2 separate regions of the Sus scrofa genome follow, and region 1 is linked to region 2. Evidence: chromatin contacts called from public HiChIP or PLAC-seq data. All regions are on one chromosome and are shown on one strand. Each heading gives the region's core, a stretch centred on a gene start, on an enhancer-like site or on the middle of the called end of the contact. The rest is flanking DNA. Distances are from core to core; before and after follow the strand shown.

Region 1 (3,786 bases), core at 244-2,743, 150 kb before region 2:
AGCCTTTTGGGTCCTTTGTCTTGTGCTTTGCTCCAAAGAGCATCAGGGGTCTTGGGCACAGGTCTGGAAGGTGACATTCTGGGGTTCTTTGTACACAGGCACCATGACCTCAGGCAAGTTACCTAGCCTCCCTCGTTTGTAAAATCATGCTGATAACACCTGCCCCAAAAGTAGCAACTAATGGGAAAACTTTTAGCTCAAGTGGGCAAGGAACAGACACTGGTTCTCTCCTTCTGCCGCCTCCCATGTGGAAAATCCCGCCCTCCTCTTCTACCTTCTTCTACACCTTCCAAGTAATTAACTGACCAATTAGAGAAAGATTAACCCCTCAATACCCAAGGTCTGAGCTGAGGAGTGTAAAATGTTTGCTTCTTGATAAATGTTTGCTCTCTAAGAAAGAGAGACAGAGAAAGAGTGAATGTAAAAGGCTTAAACTAAAACAATGTTTACAGTCGTTAGTGCTTCTTATAAACCAGGCAGTGGAGAAGCTATGTCATTGTTGAGTCAGTGACCCCAGAGCAAAAGTTCCTCCAGGGGGGCGGGTGGTAAGGAGGAAGTGTGGGACTCCAGGCACCTCATCCTTAGCCGTGGAGGTTAAGAATGCAGCCTCCAGAATCAGACTATTTCTGGGTCTAGATTCAAGCTCCAATCCTTCCTAGCTGTTTTTTTGTTATTGCTGTTGGTGGTGGTTGGTTAGTTTTTTTTTGGCTGTACCCGCAGTGGCATGTGTAAGTCCCCAGGCTGGTGATGGAACCCACACCACAGCAGTGACCTGAGCCACAGGAGTGACAATGCCAGATCCTTAACCCACTGAGCCACCAGGGAACTCCCTTACTAGCTATTGCGTTTTGATGAGTTATTGACCTTTCTGTCCCATTTTATTGACTAATGAATGGAGGCTCAGAGAGATTAAGCAATTTGCACAAGGCCACATAGTAAGGAAGTAGCAGAATTAGGTCTAGCTGATTCCAGTGCTTTGTTTTCTGTTCTGTTAATGAGGATAATAATATAACTGACTTCATGGGGTTGTGGCAAAGACTGAATGAGCTAAAATAGTTCACTGCCGTTCAAACAGTGCCTGGCAGAATAAGCGTACAGGAAATGTAAGCCATCCTTCCCATCCAGTAAATCAGCCCTGGTGTCTTACAGCTTTGCTCTTCCATCACAGCTGTTTCAGACTGACCCATGGGCAGAGCACTGATCTAGCAGGGATCTGCTCCTCCTACCTCTGCACACTGCTCAAAAGGAGTCCAGCCACTTTGGTGGCTTTGGATACATTCCAAACCTGACAATAGACCAAACCGGAAACTCCTTCACTGGCCTTACCCTAGGGCGATGAACGTTGGGAGGGCATGCACTGGGACCACAGGGATGCCTTTCCTGAGCCTCAGCCATCCATACCCACAAACTCACGGCCTCCCTTAGACCAGAGCCTTTGTCTGGGAGTACAGCCCGTGACAGGCAGTGGAGACCAGCCAACCAGAGCCAAAGGTCCTCAGACTGCTTCAGGGGAGTGCTGCTGGGTCAGCCCAGTCTGCTTCTCTCTTGGTTTGAGGGTGAATGAGGAATACTGGCCTCCCAGCTCAGAGTCAGGTATAGCACAGAATCCCAAGGCATGAAGTCCATGGACTTGAATCCCCTGTCTTCCAAAGACAAATCAATCTAGATGGGGACTTGGTAAGGTGATTATTTTTGGTTGGGGTGGGGAGAGCTAACTTCTTTGCCCTCTAAGTCCCCCTTCTTGTACACTGGAGTCTGCTAGACCTGGTTCTGTTATTTCCTCGCTGCATGACCTTGGGCAAGTTGCTTAACCTCTCTGAGCCTCCATTCATTAATCTATAAATTGGGACTAACAACCTTACAACCTTACAGATGTATCATGTCTTTCTTGACAGACTTTAGCCATGGCTACCTTTATGACTATTATTTGTTACTTTGCTATAATTTAATTCTACTTCCCCTTGTTCTATCCTTAGTGCAGTCAGAAAAACAGCTGGTCATCATCATTCCTGTATATAACTACCTTCCAGAGACCTGAAACCAGTTAATAAATCATTCTTCAGCCTCTGAACTTCAGTCTAAACAATGCCAGTTTTTAAAAATTTCCTCCCAACGTCTTATCTAAAAATCTTAAGTAATTTCATTTTTACCTTATCTCTAAATTGTTAACGTCTCAAGTTTTTCGTGACCAAACATGAATGTATAATTTGAATAAGGCCTGACAAGAATGATGACTATAGTGAACATAAAGTTTAATTCATCTAAATCACGCTCAGCCTTGGAGCCCACTAGTACCCTATATAGGGAGTAATGTATATGTTACTCACATTTTAATATACATTATATATATACACACACTTTTTTTGCATACAAATGTTAATTCGAATATGAAATAGAGAAGTAAGGTCAGTGTTGTTCCTTTAAGAAGGCAGGCCCACAACTTATTGGTTAAACTTTGTCCCACTTGCTGGAGGAGGAAAAAAAGAAAGAACTACCAAAAGGGACTCTGAAGGAAATCATTAAAGTGAGGAGAAAAGCTCTTAAGAAAAGAGACGTTTTCTGCCCTCTGAACCTTCCTTGCTCCATTCCGTTCTCCCATGGTGACAGTGCAGCTAATATAATTCTGGGCTCCGCTAGGCCCCTGCAGAGCAGGGCTGGGGTAGGACAGGAAATCGCCACTCAGAAAATAAATGACCTGTCCCAGAGTCTTTTGTTAATGAGTCCAGGGCATAATAAATCAAGGTGACCCAGTCTCAAGAAACACAAGCCTGTTCAAAGACGACAACAAAAAAAACCCAAGACCCGCCAGCCCCAGAGGTGAAGAGGAGGAGAAGGGAGAGAGGGGACCGCAGGGAGTCCTTATAAATCACACCCAGATGAAACTAGGGCAGATGCTTTCCAGTTTCAGACCCACTCAAGAGGCAGAGAATAGACGCATGTGGATGTGAATGTAAGGGCTATCTGTTTGGGAGGGAAGACAGGAGACGGCAGGCCCTGGGGGACACAGCCCCTCCACTCTCAGCATCCTCCAGGCTGCTAGTAGCCCAGGTCTGAGAGCTCCTTCTTAGTGCCTTCTAGTTGTCACCATCCCCTTGGCTTTTCCATCTCCTCCCGGGGTCTCCCTGTAATCAGCATGGCCAGAGCGTCAGGAGTAAGTGGACTGCCGAAATCCCTTTGGAGGATAGAGCAAGAGCTTCTTGTGTTAGATGTGGGTCCCAGCTGCCTCTATAGAGAGAGGCAGTCAGGTAAACCATGGGAGAGCTTTGCTTACCAAGCAAACTGCAAATTCTCTGAGGGTGAAATTTAACAACAGGACAGAAAGAATGTCCTGTTGGAAATAAATATGCCAGCAAGTGGCAGAGAACTAGGAGCCTATAGATCTTGGGTGAGAAGTAATGTGAGACTCAGATATATGCAGAGGGTCACTGATAGCCTGGTAAGATAGATGTCATTGTCCCTATTTGACAAATGCAGGAACTGAGGCCAAAAAATGGCTAGGGAATAACAGCAAAATTCATCTATAATGTGCTTTGTGGTTTGTAAAAAGTGTATAGTAAGTTAAACAGGTTTTTCTTCCTCCTTGGCTACAGATGAGGAAACCTGGGATGAGAGAGATGAAAAAAAACCTCTCCAGGTCACACAGGATCCACAGCCTAGCCCTTGAATCTGTCTGTTGTCCTTTCTATTCAACCTCTGCTATTTTCCAGGGTCCCTCGCTGAGCCTATGCTGTTAGGGAAAGGACAGTGAAAAGGGGAGGCTAACTTTGGCCACGGTTCATGACTGTT
Region 2 (3,889 bases), core at 68-2,567:
TCCCTGAGAACGCCTGCCCCTGCCTGGGAGGCTGCAGAAGGAAGGAAGGCTCCTAGGCACGCTGTCCAGAGGGACCCTAAGGGGAAAAGCCAGGGCCACGGACTCAGAGATTGGAGATGCCCGTGTGACAGTGGCTGGATCTGGTGCTACAGGAAACGTTTTCAGAAGATGCCCATGAGAATAGACTAAGATGTGTATAGGACCATAAGCATTAACAAAGCTTCCAGAATCAATAATCTGTGGCAACATATCTCTGTAAAAATAAACACTGTAACGTCTAAATAAATGTTTAGTCTTCCCTGTAACCTTCAGCTTAGTCATGTATGAGTCAGCATTCTCCTTCCACGTTAGGGTTCAGTCTGAGTATTTGAAGAAACACCCACTTGGGCTCTGTGGGACGTTTGCAGAGCCCTGGAGGGGAGAGCTGGAAAAAGGTAGCAGATGTTTCTAATTTTTGTCTTTTAAATATTGAATGTCAGTTGTGTTTTTATTAAGGCAGATGTGTTGATGGCTGTTTAGTCCAAGAGGGAGTCAGTGTACAGCAGGCGAGAAGTACCTCACCATTCTCTAACTGGACTTGAGGTCACGCTTTGTTCAGACCCAGGGAATGAAACGTACCTTTTCTATACAGGTATGTGTTGAAGACTAAATATTTTCTCTAAAATACTAGTTTAAGTGCCATATTACACATGAACATATGGTGCCTGATAAAATTCACTTCCCTTCTTTCCAAAGACACACCAACATGGCCAGAGGAGTTGACTCACTGGTTGGATAAAATCAACGTTGACTCACTGCCATCCACCCACAGGATCAAGCATTGCACTTGAACGTGGAACTAGAAGGAGGCTGAAGCTTGCACTGAAACTCCTAACACACTTTTTTTTTTTTTTTTTTTTTTTTTGGTCTTTTTAGGGCCACACCTGTGGCATATGGTGGCTCCCAGGGATCGAATCAGAGCTGTAGCCACCAGCCTATGCCAGAGCCACAGCAACACAGGATCCAAGCTGTGTCTGCGACCTACACCACAGCTCACAGCAACGCTGGATCCTTAACCCACTGATCGAGGCCTGGGGTTGAACCTGCTTCCTCATGGATACCAGTCAGGTTTGTTAACTTCTGAGCCACTACAGGAATGCCCCTAACACACTTTTAACTGTTTTCAGTAGGGAAATGTATTTTCTAGATTTTGGTAAAGTTGAGTTGCAGATGAAATACCACTTGAGGGACTTAAGAGTCATCAAGGGCAGACTGACCCTAGCTAGCTACTTACTAGATTTACACTCCACTCATGAATTTGATAAACCAAGTCCTAGGAAAGCACCTAGAGTGACTCTGATGGCCAAGGACAAGTACACCCTCTGCTGGTCAGAAGACATTCCTGCGTCCTTTTCCCATCCAACAGCTAAATTGGAACATGGTTTTCAGAAAAGCAGTATTTTAAAAATATTTTAAGAAATGAAATGAAGGGTTGTAAGGAATATGGAAATGATAGGAAAAGAGAAGTAGAGCAGGGAAGAGAAGAATAAGAGATTGCGACTTCAGACACAATCCAGCATCGAGGGCCTAAAGGTCACTTCCAGGAGGGGAACAGGACTCTCAGATCTGGAATGTAACACAACTTCTAGCCCATGACTTTTTAAAAATGTCCTGCTTTTTTGATCCTTGATGATCCCAGTGGTTCAGAAAACTTTGGTGAACTTTATGGGAGTGATAATGGTTCCAGTGCTGTGCAGAAATCGGTTTTACATAACAACACTGAATGCTTTTAGTGCTCAAAAAAAGTTCTGGGAAAGACACAGCACGTCTAAGGCATGTTAAGTGAGACACTTGTGCATATTTACCTTAGCCAATTGCAGGAAACGGGGAACAGCTTAGGGCATCAGGCCTTTAAATTTTAGCCTAGAAAATGAAACAGCATTTTGTATTCTTTAGACTCAGGTTAATTATTATAATGCCCTTCAAAAGCCTGACTCCGTCAGCAACAGCTGTATAAATTAATCAGAAGGAAGAGTAAAGCCGACTCAGCAGAACTGAGTAACTCCTTTTCCTTTGACATTCTGACGGAGGCTTTGGACTCGACAGTTTTTCTTTCAGTGTTGAGATTTGATGGCAGTATGGATGTGGGTTCAAAATAGCCAAGGGAGATTAACACCTAATCCACAAGGAACTCAATTTAGACTGCTCTGGGGCTTTCTCATAGGTGACGCTGCCTTTTTAAGGGCACAGCAGGAGGCAGAGAACAGCTTGATTGGAGACCAGGACTTTCTACCTACCCTCAGCTGAGGCTGCACCCCCTGGTACTCCTCCTGTTTGAAGCTAAACCTCCCAAAGATGCAGATGCTATATTTAATTGTAGGTTCAAGACTAAGGCTGGAATCAAGTAGAAATGAAACTAAAGCTGTCTATATATCTTGTCTAATACAAAATAAAAATGAACTATATTGTCAGATCCCAAACATGCTGCATAAAGATCTTAATATTGTAAACTTGAGTGGTTTCATCTAGTTCAATTTGGGAAAAAAGCAATACTTCTGATTGGTTTGTTGTTGTTGTCCTTCTAGGGCCACACCCTCTGCATATGGAGGTTCACAGGCTCTGGGTCTAATCAGAACTGTAGCCATCAACCTACACCACAGCCACAGTGAGGCCAGGATCCTTAACCCACTGACCAAGGCCAGGGATTGAACCTGCATCCTCATGGATGCTAGTCAGATTCGTTTCCACTGAGCCACAACAGGAACCCCACTCCTGACTGCTTTTACGGTTAAGTTGATACACACACCGAATCTATGGAAGACCTAGCTCTTCCATAGATTCTAAGTTCATTCTTGCTGCAATGAGAATCACAGGACTTCAGAATGGGTAGAGGCCTCAGAGCTTATCCAAATCCCTCATTTATCTGATAACAACATGAGGCCCAGGAAAATAACATAAATTCCCCTAGGTCTCACCAAAACCAAGAGAATAGTGTCTCCTTGAGGCCCTGCTCTATCTAGACGGTTGCCAGTCAGTCAAGTGAGTCTGGAAGTAGCCCCTCCAGCCCCAACCGAGCTTCAGATGGCCGCAGCCCCAGCCCACAGTTTCTGATCTGACCTTCAGAAAACGGGATATTTAGTACTTCTCGTTTTAAGCTATGTTTGGAGGTAATTTTTTATGCAGGAATAAATAAGTAAAACAGAGATATGACTTGCATGTTTAAAAAAAAAAAAATTCTTGAAGAGTACACATAGGTTGGGGCCTAGGGCAGAGAAGATGAGTGCTTTCCAGTAGAGAGGTTGCTACATCAGAGATCTCCAGTGAGAAGCTACTAGAAGCTCTTAAAGAGGAGTAGGAAAGGACCTTAGAAACACAATAGACCAAGCGGCCACCCTAACATACATCCCAACATACAAAGAATCCAAGTCCTGCCTATAATCTGGGGGGCAGATGAGCAGGCTGAGAAGACTTGACTTTGCTGAGGCACTTTCCACACTGGTGTGACACTGCCTTCTTTCTCTTTCAGTAACCAACTCATTTTCTGGGACAGCCTCAAGGGAGTAAGTAGCTCCTTAAAATGGACCCACAGAGCATGGAATTTAATGCTATGTTCTATTACTAAAAGGAATCCAACTTGCAGTGGATTTTAGGGCCTCACCCTTGGCATATGGAAGTTTCCCAGGTTAGGAGTCGCATTGCCTGTGACCACTTAATGAATCCCAGTGACCACTTACCCCAAACCTGAAAGGACACTCTCAAATTAGTTCAAAATGTTCTGTCCAATCAAAAATGATTGTTAGAGATGATCTCCCAGAGGGATGGAATCTATTTCATGACTCCCTGATTCATATCAAGACCAGCAAGTGACTCAAGTAGAACCTGAGAGAAAATGGCACAGGACATGAGAAAC

Evidence for each region. HiChIP or PLAC-seq counts read pairs in DNA pulled down with a chosen protein or histone mark.
Region 1: an H3K27ac HiChIP or PLAC-seq map of alveolar macrophages shows a contact between it and region 2. The contact joins two enhancer-like sites. A contact is called at or near these places in 2 of 2 datasets of contacts at active chromatin or transcription factors (alveolar macrophages and skeletal muscle).

Annotation. Positions count from the first base shown.
Region 1 is chr13:146,777,783-146,781,568 of Sscrofa11.1, reverse strand. No RefSeq gene overlaps it. Among named protein-coding and RNA genes, the nearest start is that of BOC, 77 kb to the right of the region's middle. Within about 2 kb of position 1,493, at least 29 of the 83 cell types and tissues checked have an H3K27ac peak or open chromatin away from gene starts, as enhancers often do. A contact at or near this core is called in alveolar macrophages, where this site is marked.
Region 2 is chr13:146,624,524-146,628,412 of Sscrofa11.1, reverse strand. CFAP44 (cilia- and flagella-associated protein 44) reads right to left here. Exons shown (of 35, transcript XM_021070360.1): 35 at 1-3,889. It overlaps BOC (brother of CDO), which reads left to right. Exons shown (of 21, transcript XR_002337900.1): 20 at 1-631; 21 at 736-3,195. Among named protein-coding and RNA genes, the nearest start is that of BOC, 77 kb to the left of the region's middle. Within about 2 kb of position 1,317, at least 10 of the 83 cell types and tissues checked have an H3K27ac peak or open chromatin away from gene starts, as enhancers often do. A contact at or near this core is called in alveolar macrophages, where this site is marked.